Regions from separate parts of the Mus musculus genome. Here regions 2, 3 and 4 are each linked to region 1. A link is a contact called in public HiChIP or PLAC-seq, capture Hi-C and promoter capture Hi-C data. All regions are on one chromosome and are shown on one strand. Each heading gives the region's core, a stretch centred on a gene start, on an enhancer-like site or on the middle of the called end of the contact. The rest is flanking DNA. Distances are from core to core; before and after follow the strand shown.

Region 1 (2,917 bases), core at 274-2,773:
TAATTTTAGACTATTCCGCCGATTTCAAGACCATCTGCCCCATGTTCCTTGTTTTCTGTGGAGTTTCTGCAGATGAGAACACCGGACAATTAGAAGCAGAACTGCAGCCCAGGTCTCAGACTCATTTATGCCATTCAGAAATGGTGCGCACCCATTAGAGGCCTCAAAACTCCAGACTGTGCGATGTCTGTGTGCCTGGCTCTGCCACCATCACGACTGGTTAGGGAAACGGTCTGTCTTTGACCTTCCGTGTCACCAAGTACAAAGCAAATGGAAAGCCCTATTCACAACCACGGTGGTTATGATTTCCACACGCTTATGTTCAGATCCTAACGACAGGGGAGGAAGGCTGAAATGCTTTCCAACAAAGGCTGGGGTCCAAAGCAAACACCTGACATCCAGAGCTGTATAAGGAAGCCTGCGAAGAATTAGCACAATACATGCCAGTCTGTTTAAAAAGTTGAATCAGTTAAAAAACAAAACAAACAAACAAACAAACAAAACAGGCTGAGCATAACAACACATCTGTAATCCCAGCACCCAAGATGTAAGTTCAAGGCTAGCGTGGTCTACAGGGCAAGTTTTCAGTCCAGTTATGGCTACATAGTAAGACCTTGTATCAAAACAAAACACAACAAAAAACAAAATCCCAAGTAATGGGAATACTAATTATCACAGCTTGCTTACATATCCTTGCTCCTCTACATGGGGACAATCATTCAGAACTGAGCCTAAGACAGGCACACACCGATAGCCCTTTTGATTTATTCTGCAAGGGAGAGATGGGGGAAATGTAGGTAAACTCATCAAACTTCCATCTGGGAGGTACAAGTTACTTTGGGAGCCAAGGAAGAAACCCGAAAGAAGAGGAGAGACTGTGAAGAACAGCTTGAGCCTTTCTAGTTTTTTCAGGACCGGAGATACTAGAGGATGAAGGTATTTATTTAAATAAGCTAGGGATGCCATACCAGGAAAGGGAATAGAAGATCCCTGGGGAAAGTCCTGTGACTTCTGAACTACTGTCACTATGCACTATCTCAAGCTCAAAGGGCTTGATTCACATCTCCACTATATTAATGAAGCCCCATCACCACCACCCTGTGGCACAAATGGGGCAAATGTTGGAATTTTCTCTTCCCTGGGTCGACTTGGCGATGGATCCAGGTTTTCTGTGCTTCCTATTCCGGCCCCTGCATTCATTAGGTCTCGTGGACTCGTTAGTACCAGCAGCGTCTGTGTGGATAGTGCTGTCGCCTTCTTCTGCACGAGACACTGCTTGAAAACCTTGTTACCCTGCTAGGGAGCTACTACTGTGGGACAACGACTGCCCGACCTCCCCGAGCGCCGGTGGGGCACCGCGGCTCCCTCCCAGCCTTCCCGGGGGTACCTGGGGGCTGTCCTGCAGCGCCTCCTCCAGCAGGAGCTTGTCCACGGCGGGCATGGCGCGGCGGCGAGGGAGCGCGGGATGCGAGGAGGGGACACTCGGCGCTCGGGGACTTGAGACTTAGCTCGGAGCCCGCGCCTGCCCACTCTCCGCGGCCCGCCCCTCAGCCCGGCCCCCCGCTGCCGGGATCAACAGGAAGTGTGGCAGGCGCCGGACATGTAGACAGTCCGGGACAGGACACCGGAAGTGTGGCGACCACGCTTCCGTCCGATCCCGGGGCTTCGGGCCCCTCCGGCCAGCGCAGCAGCACCGGGAGGTTCCGGCTGGAGGCTGCCCTCCCCGGTGCTCGAGGCTGCCCTCCCCCGTGCTCATGGCGCATCTCCGGGTGGGACGATAGGCTTTTATCTTCTTGCGGTTCTGCAGATTGCTCTCTCTGTGTGGGAGGAGATAAGAGTGAACAGATTTTGCAGTTGTTCTCTGGCCTCTTTTTGGGGTGTGTGGGGGGGGGGGCGGGGGTAGGGAGTCAGGCTGTCATCTAACTCGCTGTGTAACTGAGGATGATTCTAAATTTCTGATCCTCTTGCCTCCACTTTCAGAGCGTGATGGGATAACAGACTTCGACTACCAAACTGGAGTTTTGTGCAGTGCTGGGGATCAAACCCAGGGCTTCCTTCAAGTTAGGCAAACCCTCTACCAAAGTAGCCACACCCCCAGCCTTGGCGTCTTCTTATTTTATTTTTTAATTTGGGTTAGAAGATGGGCTTGGGTAGAGCAGGAGAGATGGTGTAAAGGACATTGCAGAAGATGTGAGTTTGCTTCTCAGCACCTGGTAGGAGGCTGTGGCATGCACCTTATTTCCCGTAGGGACATGCATGGGCACACTCATGTGCACGTATCTCCCATAGGAAATGCACACACCATTTAAAAATACAACAAGACAAATTATATTTAGTGTGTGAAGTTCAGAAGACAAACTGTGAAAGACTTTTCTCCTTCCAACCATGGGGATTCTGGATATTAAACTCAGGTCTCAGGCTTGGAGATAAGTGCCCTTAACTATTGAACCATCTTACCAGCCTCTGGCCTCTTTTTTTTTTTTTTAAATACCAGGACAGGCCCACACTCAAACAGTTCAGAGCACAGACATTACGTGTGTGTGTGTGTGTGTGTGTGTGTGCGTGCGTGCGTGTGTGTGTGTGTGTGTGTGTGTGTGTGTGTGTGTTTTCCGTGATATTCAGATCACTGCTAAATGATTTGGGGCCATATAATTAGGTCTCATCTTCCTGGTTTTTTAAGGTTTTTCGTTATGGAGAATTTCATAATGAAATTTTCGGGGTTAGAAAGGATAGATTATGTAGTTCTGTGATGTCATTTAAAAGTGAGAAGAAGGGACACTGGAGAATGAGATACTTTACTCAGGACCCTACAGCGTAGGCTGGAGAAAGAAGAAAAGGTTGTGTAGAAGGTCAGAAGTGGAATTTGACGTATATTAAAGGCACGAGTTTCAATGGATTGACACATAAAATCAGTACT
Region 2 (2,917 bases), core at 157-2,656, 740 kb after region 1:
TGTCACCACTTCCCCCTCAAAGGCTTTCTGCTCCATCTGGCTAGACAGACCCACCCCTTCCTGTTTAGCACGTCCAGATGGCACAGGGGCATCTGGTCTGCCAAGGGATAAGAAAAGCTCTCTGGAGGAAGACCCCCTAGAGGATAGACAGATAAGGGGGAATGGAAAGGGCATTCCAGACAGAGGGAACCGTGTGTTCCAAGGTCAGGAAGGCAGAGAAAGCTTTGTAGATTTGAGGATTTCAAGGGCAATGCAAAGGAGCCTTTCTGGACCAGATTCACTGAACGGCACTGCCAGGCGCCGTCCCCACCCTGATCAACCTCCTTCACAGCACAAGTGGATCACATACTCTTTTGTTTATTGGTTTCAGCCCCAGCTGAAACCCCAAGTCCACTGCAGGGAGGGGGGCACACCTTATCTTCTTTGCCTTCTTAATATTTGGTGACTAGTTATCACTACTAGTTAAATGACCACCAGACTCAGAGCTCCAAGACAAGAGGGACCTGGCCATCCCTCCCCCATTAAATCCCCCAACACCCGGCACAGGACTAACGACATAGCATTTGACACTTGGTTAAGTATTTTATGATCAAGCCATATGCTCTATACTAGATATTCAGCTCCTGAAAGGATAGAAGAATGACCTCAGGCAGCGCAGGTATGCTGTGATATAAATAACCCCACATATACACACTCGGGTGCACCTGATGGGTAAATGAAGGAGTTAATGCAAGACTACAAAGTTCTCACACTCCAAAGCCCAGAGGTCCATGATGCCAAGCTTCGCCTTGCTAAGCTGCCAAGATTTCTATCTCTTCTTGTCACTGCCATTCAAAGCGACTCTCTTATCCACAGCAGCCATGCCTCCATTGTCACAGGGGCAGTAGATCATCTCCCCTCTGTTCCTCTCTCCTGAGCTCTGAAAGCCCTGCAGATTCCCAGCCCTGCAAGAGGAGGTCAGCTGACCCGGGCGCCTGGCCCTCTTCCGGCAGGCACTTTTACAGGAGCCTTCTCTGGGAATGGTCAGCATTCCATTCTCCCAGAGAGTGGGATGTGAATCTGGCCTGTTTTCATTAATTGCAAATTAATGCTAGGCTGGGTGCTATTTTAGTCCACGCTTCCACAGAGGGTGGAATGCGACCCAAGGCAGCTAGCGCATCGCGCTCATTCCTTCTGCCGTTGGACTGCGTGAATATTTTTAGAAGCCGCACCCTCTTGCCGTGGCCAGATAGATAATTTCCAAAACCAGATGTGCTCATTGCAAATCAGCATAAGGCACAGAAGGGAAGAGCAACCAGTCACATGGCTCACACCAAAACTGCAGCAACATCTAACACATTCCAGCCAGAAGCATCTTTAGAGACTTCCCGCGGGGCCACAGGAGAGGTGGACCCACAATGTGACAGCCACTCCCCCTGCCCTTAGCACGATCGATCTTGCCACTCACATCCGGTTGGTTGGTAGTCCATTTGTACCCACGGTCCCCCTAGGCCAGGCAGCGATGGCCTTTCATTCACACAGAAGGCCAGCTTGTGGCCATGTGTATGACTGCTTCTGTCAGCAACTGTCCTTTCTAAATATGCATCTGCAAAGTGCTGAGTCAGGAAGCGCGGATTCCCATGCAGCCGGAAGGCAAATCAGCACCAGCTGAAACACATTTTTAAAACACTTGGAAGTGGGTGCAAGAGGATGGAGTTTGCCTGGAAGTCAAACATGGGAGTGAGTTTTAATCCTGGCTAGGGGCTCCTTTGCCCACAAATCAATCAGTTATAATGCTTACATGTGCCAGGCACCAGGAGATGCTCTGGAATGAGAAAGACAACAAACTCCTGATCTCAGGCACACCCCTTAGACAGTCCAGGCTGGAAATCGACCCTCAACAAGTTCTTTCAACTAGACTATCAGGTCTTAGTTGACATCTCTGCAGCAACGGAGGAAACAGTAAATAATGACTTGTTAAAAGGACAGATTTGATTATGTGTGAGTGTGCGCACACGCGCGCGCACACACACACACACACACACACACACACACATGCTCACACACGTTCCCACCCTGGGCAATGTCAGGAGCAGAGATTCCTAAGAAAACAGACAAAGAAAAATATAGGACCAAAGTTGACTTTTGTAATTAAGTACTATGTGTGCTACTTGGATACAAAAACAGAGGCTCTCAGGTGGAAAACCTGGTCCCCAGGAGCCCCATGCCCTACAGTCACTTCTCTGTTGCTTTGGGTTTTACAAATGAGCTGTTCTTCCAGGCTGCTGCCCCATTGTCCCCAACACAATTGCTCTCTGAATTCTGGCCATTCTTCTGCTCCATTAGGGAATTCTATGACTCCACAGGAAGCTATGCACCTTATCACTTCTGGGGCTACAGCATGGGACCAAGAGGTCCCACTGTACCACAGAACCCAATCCCCAGGCGAGAGGCTCACATTCCAGACCTTGTATAGTCTACATTTAGTTCCGAGGGCTCCCGGCGACAGGTGGCAGGAAGAATCTGGACAGGGTATCACTGAGATCAACAGATGATATGGAACCCTTAGAAGGCAAGGGTCCAAACTGACAGCAGGCCCGACCACCACCCCATCCCAGAACCACTTGCCCAAGCTTCTGGCTTTCCATGCATTTCCTCCTGCAGGGGCCAGACACTTAGACTTAGGCAAGCTCTTGGGATGGACACAGCTAAGCACCACCTCCTCTGAATGCATTTCTAACTACTTTCACATTTATTGTCGGTACCTAGAACTGGGGATTGCCCACAGAAACTCTCGGGAAAAAATTGACTGGGGAAAATAAACAAACAGTACACAGCTCTTCTTCCTACCTGACAGGAGAAGCTAAGTTCAGTGCGTGAGAAATTTATCCTGAACCCTGCTATCAGCAAGAGACAGGGCTACCACACAAACCTGGGC
Region 3 (2,917 bases), core at 186-2,685, 730 kb before region 1:
CTGGATCCTCATTATTAACGTGAGCTCATCTGGGCAATCTAGAGTGATTGTCCATCTCTGTATTCCTGAGTTAGTAATGTCTGCATGTTCGTTACCTTTTATTGCACAAGGCAACATATTCATGTTTCAGGCAGGAATGTGCCCCTCTCTGGGGGGCTTCAGTTGGCCTTTGAATGAAAATGAGGACAGAATCCCTCCGAGGAGTGGTTGGGGAGACGGGTTTTATTGTAGATATGAGAGAGAGCACAGCCAGAGGCAACTGGAAGAGTCTAGACTGAACATGGCCAGAACAGACCGGGCCACGCACAAGAAGGGGGAGTGAGAGAGGGAGGGAGGTAGAGGAGAGAGGGAAGAGAGAGGGAAGAGGAGAGAAGGCAAAGGGACAAAGATAGGTTCCAGAGCCGAGTCAAGAGCAGAACCAAGCAAGCACCGGGTACCCACAGTGACTGAGTTATATAAGAAAGAGAAGCTAGGGTAAGAGAAGGGACTCTCAGGGCTGGAGAGGGTAGGGTAGGGGCAGGGGTGACAGGTAGGTGCTGAGAGGAGCCAGGACGATATAACTGGTACTGGAGAGAATGCTGGGAGAGACTAGAGGCCACAATCTGCTTTGTTAATAGACACCTCAAGAATGCTTTGAGATTGATTGGTTTTATTTTGGATTTGCTTGTTCGGCGACGGCGACATCTGTCCCGGGAGCTGGCCTTGAACTCATGATGTTTATTGCCTCCAGTGCCTGAGTGTTGGGATTACAGGCCTGTGGCACTACATCTAGCTAGATATGGTGTTCTGCACGGTTGCCTTTAGATCTGTTGTCAGAATGTCTGTGTCTTCCTTTCCCGTCCAGTTCAGATGTTGAAATCTTGACCCCCAAGGTTATGATAGGAGGTGCGGCTTTGGGGGAGATAATTGAGCTTAACTAAGGCCACAGAGAGCTTTATAGATGGTGTGACAGTTAGTTCTGATTATCAGCTCCTGAGTGGGGCAAGCCTTCGGCTGTGTGTGAGGGAGAGATTATATGGAGGAGAGAAGATTGACCCTCAGTGTGGGAGGCACCATCCAAGGACTGGAATCCAAGGTTGAAAGAAGAGAGAAAGAGGAGGCAGCCAGCCTTGGACTAGCATTCCCCCACCATCCCACCCTCCTCCCCCATCCCACCCCACTCTCTCCCCCAACCCCCACCCCTACCCCTTTTCACTTCCCAGTCCTGGATGAGCATCCCTCCACCTCCCACTCACTTCCTGAAACACTGAGATGTGAAGAGTCCCCGCTGTGTCCCTGCTGCCATGGTGGTCTTCCCTGCCTTGATGCACCTTCCTAAACAGGGGCCCCAAAGAAATCCTCCCTCTCTTAAGCTGCTCTGCCTGTCACAGCACAGTGCAGCTCCCTAAGTGACCTCAAGAAGTGACTCAGAGAGAGCCTCACCTCCTCCTCTCTGAAGACACCGCCAGAGGCGCTACCAAGGAACCAAAAAATAGGCAGCAAATCTGCCTGTATTGGTTCCAGACTTCCTGTTTGCTGAATATGGACAAATCTTTCTGCGGTTTGTCAGCCATTTAGCCTTTGTAAGAGTCAGAAGTGTTGACTTTGAGCCTAGAATGTACTTACTGAAGGAATGAACCGCTCACGAGTATAGTATGGTAGACATGACCGGGGCTCAGCCATTCCCATTTCTTCCCTCCTCCCTGGGTGGGAGCCCATGAGTGGTGACTGGTTCTGACCAATGACAGTGAGCAGAAACATTGTGGCAAGTTTCTCATGGAATGGATTCAAACAGCTTGGACTGAGAGTCACTGCATGAGGGACAGCTGCCCCAGATTATCAACTGAATCTATCTGCTCTTAAAAACAGGAAGGAACTTGGAAAAGTTTTGACGAAGCTTTTGTGACTGTGGGTGTCCCAAGGAGAAGCAACCTGCTGCTACTGCTGTACTTAAAAATGGCACAGCAATCATAAGATGTGACAAAGATTTACAGAATAACAAGGGAAGAGAAGCCACATATTGTGACTATGTGGATAATATGCAGGTTTATAAAAAATCACTTTTAGGGCCAGGTAGTGATGGCACACACTTTTAATCCCAGCACTCCGGAGAAAGAAGCAGATGGCGCTCTGAGTTTGAGGCCAGCCTGATCTACAGATGGAGTTCTAGGACAGTCAGGGCTACACAGAGAAACCCTGTCTCATAAAGCCAAAAAAAGTTATATTTAGAAAACCATAATTAATAAATAAAGGGTCCCTTTGTAAGGCCGCCTGTACTATGAGCAATTAAAATATATCCCCGAGGCCGCTCCCCAGTGGGATCTGTATTCCACGTCTTCTAAAGAGCATGTGCTTTCTGAACAGCGTTCTGTTGGGCTGCCGTGTCTCAAGGTCTGCATCCTGGAAGGATGCTCTTCTGATCTCCCTCATAGGCCTTCAGCCTTGAGATGAAGGAGATGCTGCACGTGGAGAGAGATAGATGGGCGCCTCAAGATTTGGGCAAGCCAATGGATGCCTCCCCAGGCTCTCTTGGTGAGACATCACCCATCCTAACCGCTTCTTCTATCAGAGACTGGACTTTGGACTGAGCCTCATGCCCCAAACTCCACTCATACCACCCTCTTCCTAAATATCTCCTAGGACATATTTTTATTTAGCCCAGGCTGGCCTTAAACTTTCTATATAGCCAAGGTTAACCACGATCTGACCCTCCTGCCTCCAACTCCCAAGTCTTGAGATTACAGGCGTGTACCACCACATCTGTTGTATGTGCTGCTGAGGATACTACCCAGGGCTTTATACTTTCTAGACAAGCACTTCGCCAACTGCCCAGCCCCTCTCTCTCAGGGCAACTTAACAGCATTACAAAATCAACAACCGCTTTTAAGAAGGAGCCAGGGGGCTGGAGAGATGGCTCAGTGGTTAAGAGCACTGACTG
Region 4 (2,917 bases), core at 242-2,741, 660 kb before region 1:
CTACAAGGGGTCCATCCTCCCACCCAGTGCACTAGGAGGAGACTATACAGCAGTGCCTACTCACATCATGTGGGGACTCCCTGGGGAGTGGCTTGTATTGGAGCATGTATATCTCGGCCACCTCAGCAAGCAACTCATTCATAAAGGAGCAGCAAAATAATACTGGCTACATAAATATCTCCCTGTAATTGACTCTTGTCTGAATCACAGGAAGCCTGCGGACTTTCTCTGCTGAAGGGAAAACTTCAGGAGAAGGAAGAGGAGGTTTGGAGGCGTTTCTGGATACATGTATCAGAAAGCAACTTGTGAGTCTGTCAAATGTGAGGGGAGGATAAGGCCCATTACATTCAGATTCGACAAGAATTTATCAGTGCCCCTGTGAAGAGACACATTCAAAGGTACAATGTCTTATGGAATCCAGCATTCTGTAAATGCATTTAATGGTAAAGTAGAAAGGTCAGGCTTTACAATAACCCTGCTTTCCTGGCATAAAAGTGATCTCCTTATCATTGACCCGCGTCCACCTTATTGATCCTTGGCCACCCAAATGCATGGAGCTGAGCATTTAACAACATTTTACACAATGCAGGTAAGCAGCGCCATCTTTCTCTCTACCTGCCAAGGCTAAGCTGGCTTGGATCTCCCCCTCCCAGCCTCCACTCCCAACACTTTGTTGGACTTTTAGGGGCGTCTTTTCACATCCGTCCGACTGATTCTCATACACTTCGAATAAATTACAGAAAGCTGTACCTTTTGGTGAAACAGTTTTAAAAGCTACAAACCCGCTTTGCCCCGAGGGGTGCGGGTGAGGGCACGTGTCAGAAAGGCTAGCAGCGGCAGTCACCAGATCCTGGGATGCCGGAACAGTTTCCCTAACCTTGACTTTAAGTCCGCTCTCTTTAACCTCTTTGCAAAAGCAGCCCTCAAGCTGAGCTGTCCTTTGAAAGAAAAACGGAACTGCCCAGTTTTTGATCAGTATGAGAAGGGCATCCGCTCTTAGGGGAGCGTGGGGCAACTTCCCCTGCTAAACCGCCCAGGGATTGTAAATGGTCGCGTGTCAGCAGGGCTCCTGTTTGCCTCTGTCACCTAACCTGCTTCTCGCCACACCGGAGAACGGGTGGCAGCACTACAGCATCTTATTCATGGTTTTCCCCCATCCCGGTTGTGTCATGGAAACGTTCACGCAACCTCGAGACAGCGGCCCAGCTCCGCCCAGGGACTGAGGGCTTTTGGGACCCTGCGGGAGCGTGCTGCGCACTCCGGACTCCCCGGGAAACAGCTGGACGCGACCACGTCTCGGGTAGGGGCGGGGGGAGGCGACGCTCCGCCCCGGCGCGGCCCCGCCCTCCCCGCTCGCCGGCGCCCTCCCCTCGCCGGGGGCTGCGAGTTGCGTTTGGTAAAACCCAGCCCTGGAATATATAGATCACTGGAGCGCAATGAAGTAGCTTTTGGCGAGGGAGGGAGGGAGGGGGGCCTGGACAGTCACAGAGGCCAGTGCACGGCGGCGGCGGCACCTTCCTTCTCGCATCCCGGTCGCCCGGCCCGTGAGGAGGCAGCGGCGGCCGCAGGCGCCAGCAGAGGAGGCGGCGGAGCATCGAGCAGAGGCGAGGCGGACCGGCAGGAGCGCGCGGCCGGAGCCACGCATCCTCACACTTGCACACCAACTCCTGCGCCTTTCACCCTCTAGACCAGAGTCGGGGCCTCGGAGAGCCTCGGTGAAGCTAGCGGGAGCCAGCTCCGGAGCCCAGCCAGCTCTGTTCTGAGCCTCCCCGGTGCTGGTACCCCCGCGGCGGGGTCCCCGCTTCTGCGCTCGGGACGCGCCTCCCGGACAGCCGGGTCCCCGCGGCCAGGACAAAGCCATGAAGCCGGCGCTGCTGGAAGTGATGAGGATGAACAGAATTTGCCGGATGGTGCTGGCCACTTGCTTCGGATCCTTTATCTTGGTCATCTTCTATTTCCAAAGTATGTTGCACCCAGGTAGGGGGCGCGTTAGCGTGGTTTTGTTGGATATTTTCTCCTCTCTCGCTCTGCTTTCTGCTTCTTCCAACCTCACCTCTTCCCTTCGGCCTCTTCGGGGCTCTTTACTGCCGGGATCCGCGGGTCACGGAGTTGGGATGGGAAGAGAAGGTGCGCTTCCTCTTCCTCCCATCTCCAGGCTAGAGGTTGAGACTGCAAGGAGAGACAGCGGCGCGTGTTGTTGCCTCCTTTTTCTTTTCTTTTCTTTTCTTTTTTTCTTTGTGTCTTGTCTATTGGCTAGGTGGCATAGAAAGGTAGGGCTTGTTGGAAGCTGCCCGGGTTGATGGGAAGACTACAAAACTCTGTCCGGGTTGCTGCTGAGGGCTGAGGTGAAGCAGGCGCTGGCAGCCGGCTGTTCTGCGCCAGGCAGCGCTGCCTCTTCCTGGTTGGGGACCCCCGGGCGAGTGGTGCACGCCCCGGCTGGGTAGTGAGTCCCTGCAGCCGCCTGGGAAGCCCCAAGCCCAGCTACCACGTGTTCCAAGCTCAGCAGCAGAGCAGGTGTGGGGACAGAGTGGGTAGGTTCCCTGCTCTTCTCTCCATCGGGGGAGATATTTTGCGAAAACACCCCAGGGTCCAGCACGGTGGTGACTTTGCAGCTGTTGCTCCTGGGCCTGGTCTACCATCTCCTGGCCCCAGACCCCCCAGCTAGGAACTCCAGAGCCTTTGGGCTGCACTTTGACCATCAAAGCTCTTGGAGATACTTTGTGCAGTTTCATCCCTTCTTCTTGGGTTCTGAGCATTTAGAGACTTCTGCAGCACAGGAACGAATCCTTCCTCACGTCTTCTCTGGCTTAGGCTAAATACCAAGTCTCCTATCAGGATAGGCAGGGCCTAGGCACCCCTCATCCCGGGGGTCCAGAAGGAAAGTTTGGTGCTAGAGAAGAGAGGGGCGCCCTGGAGT

Evidence for each region. Promoter capture Hi-C pulls out the DNA fragments that hold promoters and counts their contacts. HiChIP or PLAC-seq counts read pairs in DNA pulled down with a chosen protein or histone mark. Capture Hi-C pulls out chosen DNA fragments and counts their contacts.
Region 2: a promoter capture Hi-C map of hippocampal neurons shows a contact between it and region 1, with 2.1 times the contacts expected there. The contact joins the enhancer-like site here to the promoter of Appl2 in region 1. A contact is called at or near these places in 1 of 39 promoter capture datasets (hippocampal neurons) and 4 of 115 datasets of contacts at active chromatin or transcription factors (astrocytes, bone marrow-derived macrophages, extraembryonic endoderm stem cells and 1 more).
Region 3: an H3K4me3 HiChIP or PLAC-seq map of bone marrow-derived macrophages shows a contact between it and region 1, with 7 times the contacts expected there. The contact joins the enhancer-like site here to the promoter of Appl2 in region 1. A contact is called at or near these places in 7 of 39 promoter capture datasets (the 3T3-L1 cell line, embryonic stem cells, hippocampal neurons and 3 more), 1 of 15 datasets of contacts at CTCF or cohesin (large pre-B cells), 6 of 484 Hi-C or Micro-C datasets (the Ba/F3 cell line, CD8 T cells, the N1E-115 cell line and 3 more), 6 of 115 datasets of contacts at active chromatin or transcription factors (astrocytes, bone marrow-derived macrophages, embryonic forebrain and 3 more) and 1 of 9 other capture datasets (embryonic stem cells).
Region 4: a contact with region 1 is called in a capture Hi-C map of embryonic stem cells, with 2.4 times the contacts expected there. The contact joins the promoter of Chst11 here to the promoter of Appl2 in region 1. A contact is called at or near these places in 3 of 39 promoter capture datasets (embryonic stem cells, pre-B cells and stem cell-derived epiblast-like cells), 3 of 484 Hi-C or Micro-C datasets (the N1E-115 cell line, cerebellum and hematopoietic stem and progenitor cells), 3 of 115 datasets of contacts at active chromatin or transcription factors (bone marrow-derived macrophages, memory CD8 T cells and stem cell-derived neural progenitor cells) and 1 of 9 other capture datasets (embryonic stem cells).

What each region holds. Positions count from the first base shown.
Region 1 is chr10:83,647,141-83,650,057 of GRCm38.p6, forward strand. Appl2 (adaptor protein, phosphotyrosine interaction, PH domain and leucine zipper containing 2) reads right to left here and starts at 1,524. Exons shown (of 21, transcript NM_145220.2): 1 at 1,388-1,524. The coding sequence starts at 1,441.
Region 2 is chr10:84,387,480-84,390,396 of GRCm38.p6, forward strand. All of the region lies in intron 4 of Nuak1 (NUAK family, SNF1-like kinase, 1), which reads right to left. Among named protein-coding and RNA genes, the nearest start is that of Nuak1, 52 kb to the right of the region's middle. Within about 2 kb of position 1,407, at least 96 of the 459 cell types and tissues checked have an H3K27ac peak or open chromatin away from gene starts, as enhancers often do. A contact at or near this core is called in extraembryonic endoderm stem cells, hippocampal neurons and microglia, where this site is marked.
Region 3 is chr10:82,912,491-82,915,407 of GRCm38.p6, forward strand. No RefSeq gene overlaps it. Among named protein-coding and RNA genes, the nearest start is that of Gm33781, 21 kb to the right of the region's middle. Within about 2 kb of position 1,436, at least 34 of the 459 cell types and tissues checked have an H3K27ac peak or open chromatin away from gene starts, as enhancers often do. A contact at or near this core is called in the Ba/F3 cell line, CD8 T cells and bone marrow-derived macrophages, where this site is marked.
Region 4 is chr10:82,984,006-82,986,922 of GRCm38.p6, forward strand. It overlaps Chst11 (carbohydrate sulfotransferase 11), which reads left to right and starts at 1,492. Exons shown (of 3, transcript NM_021439.2): 1 at 1,492-1,977. The coding sequence starts at 1,860.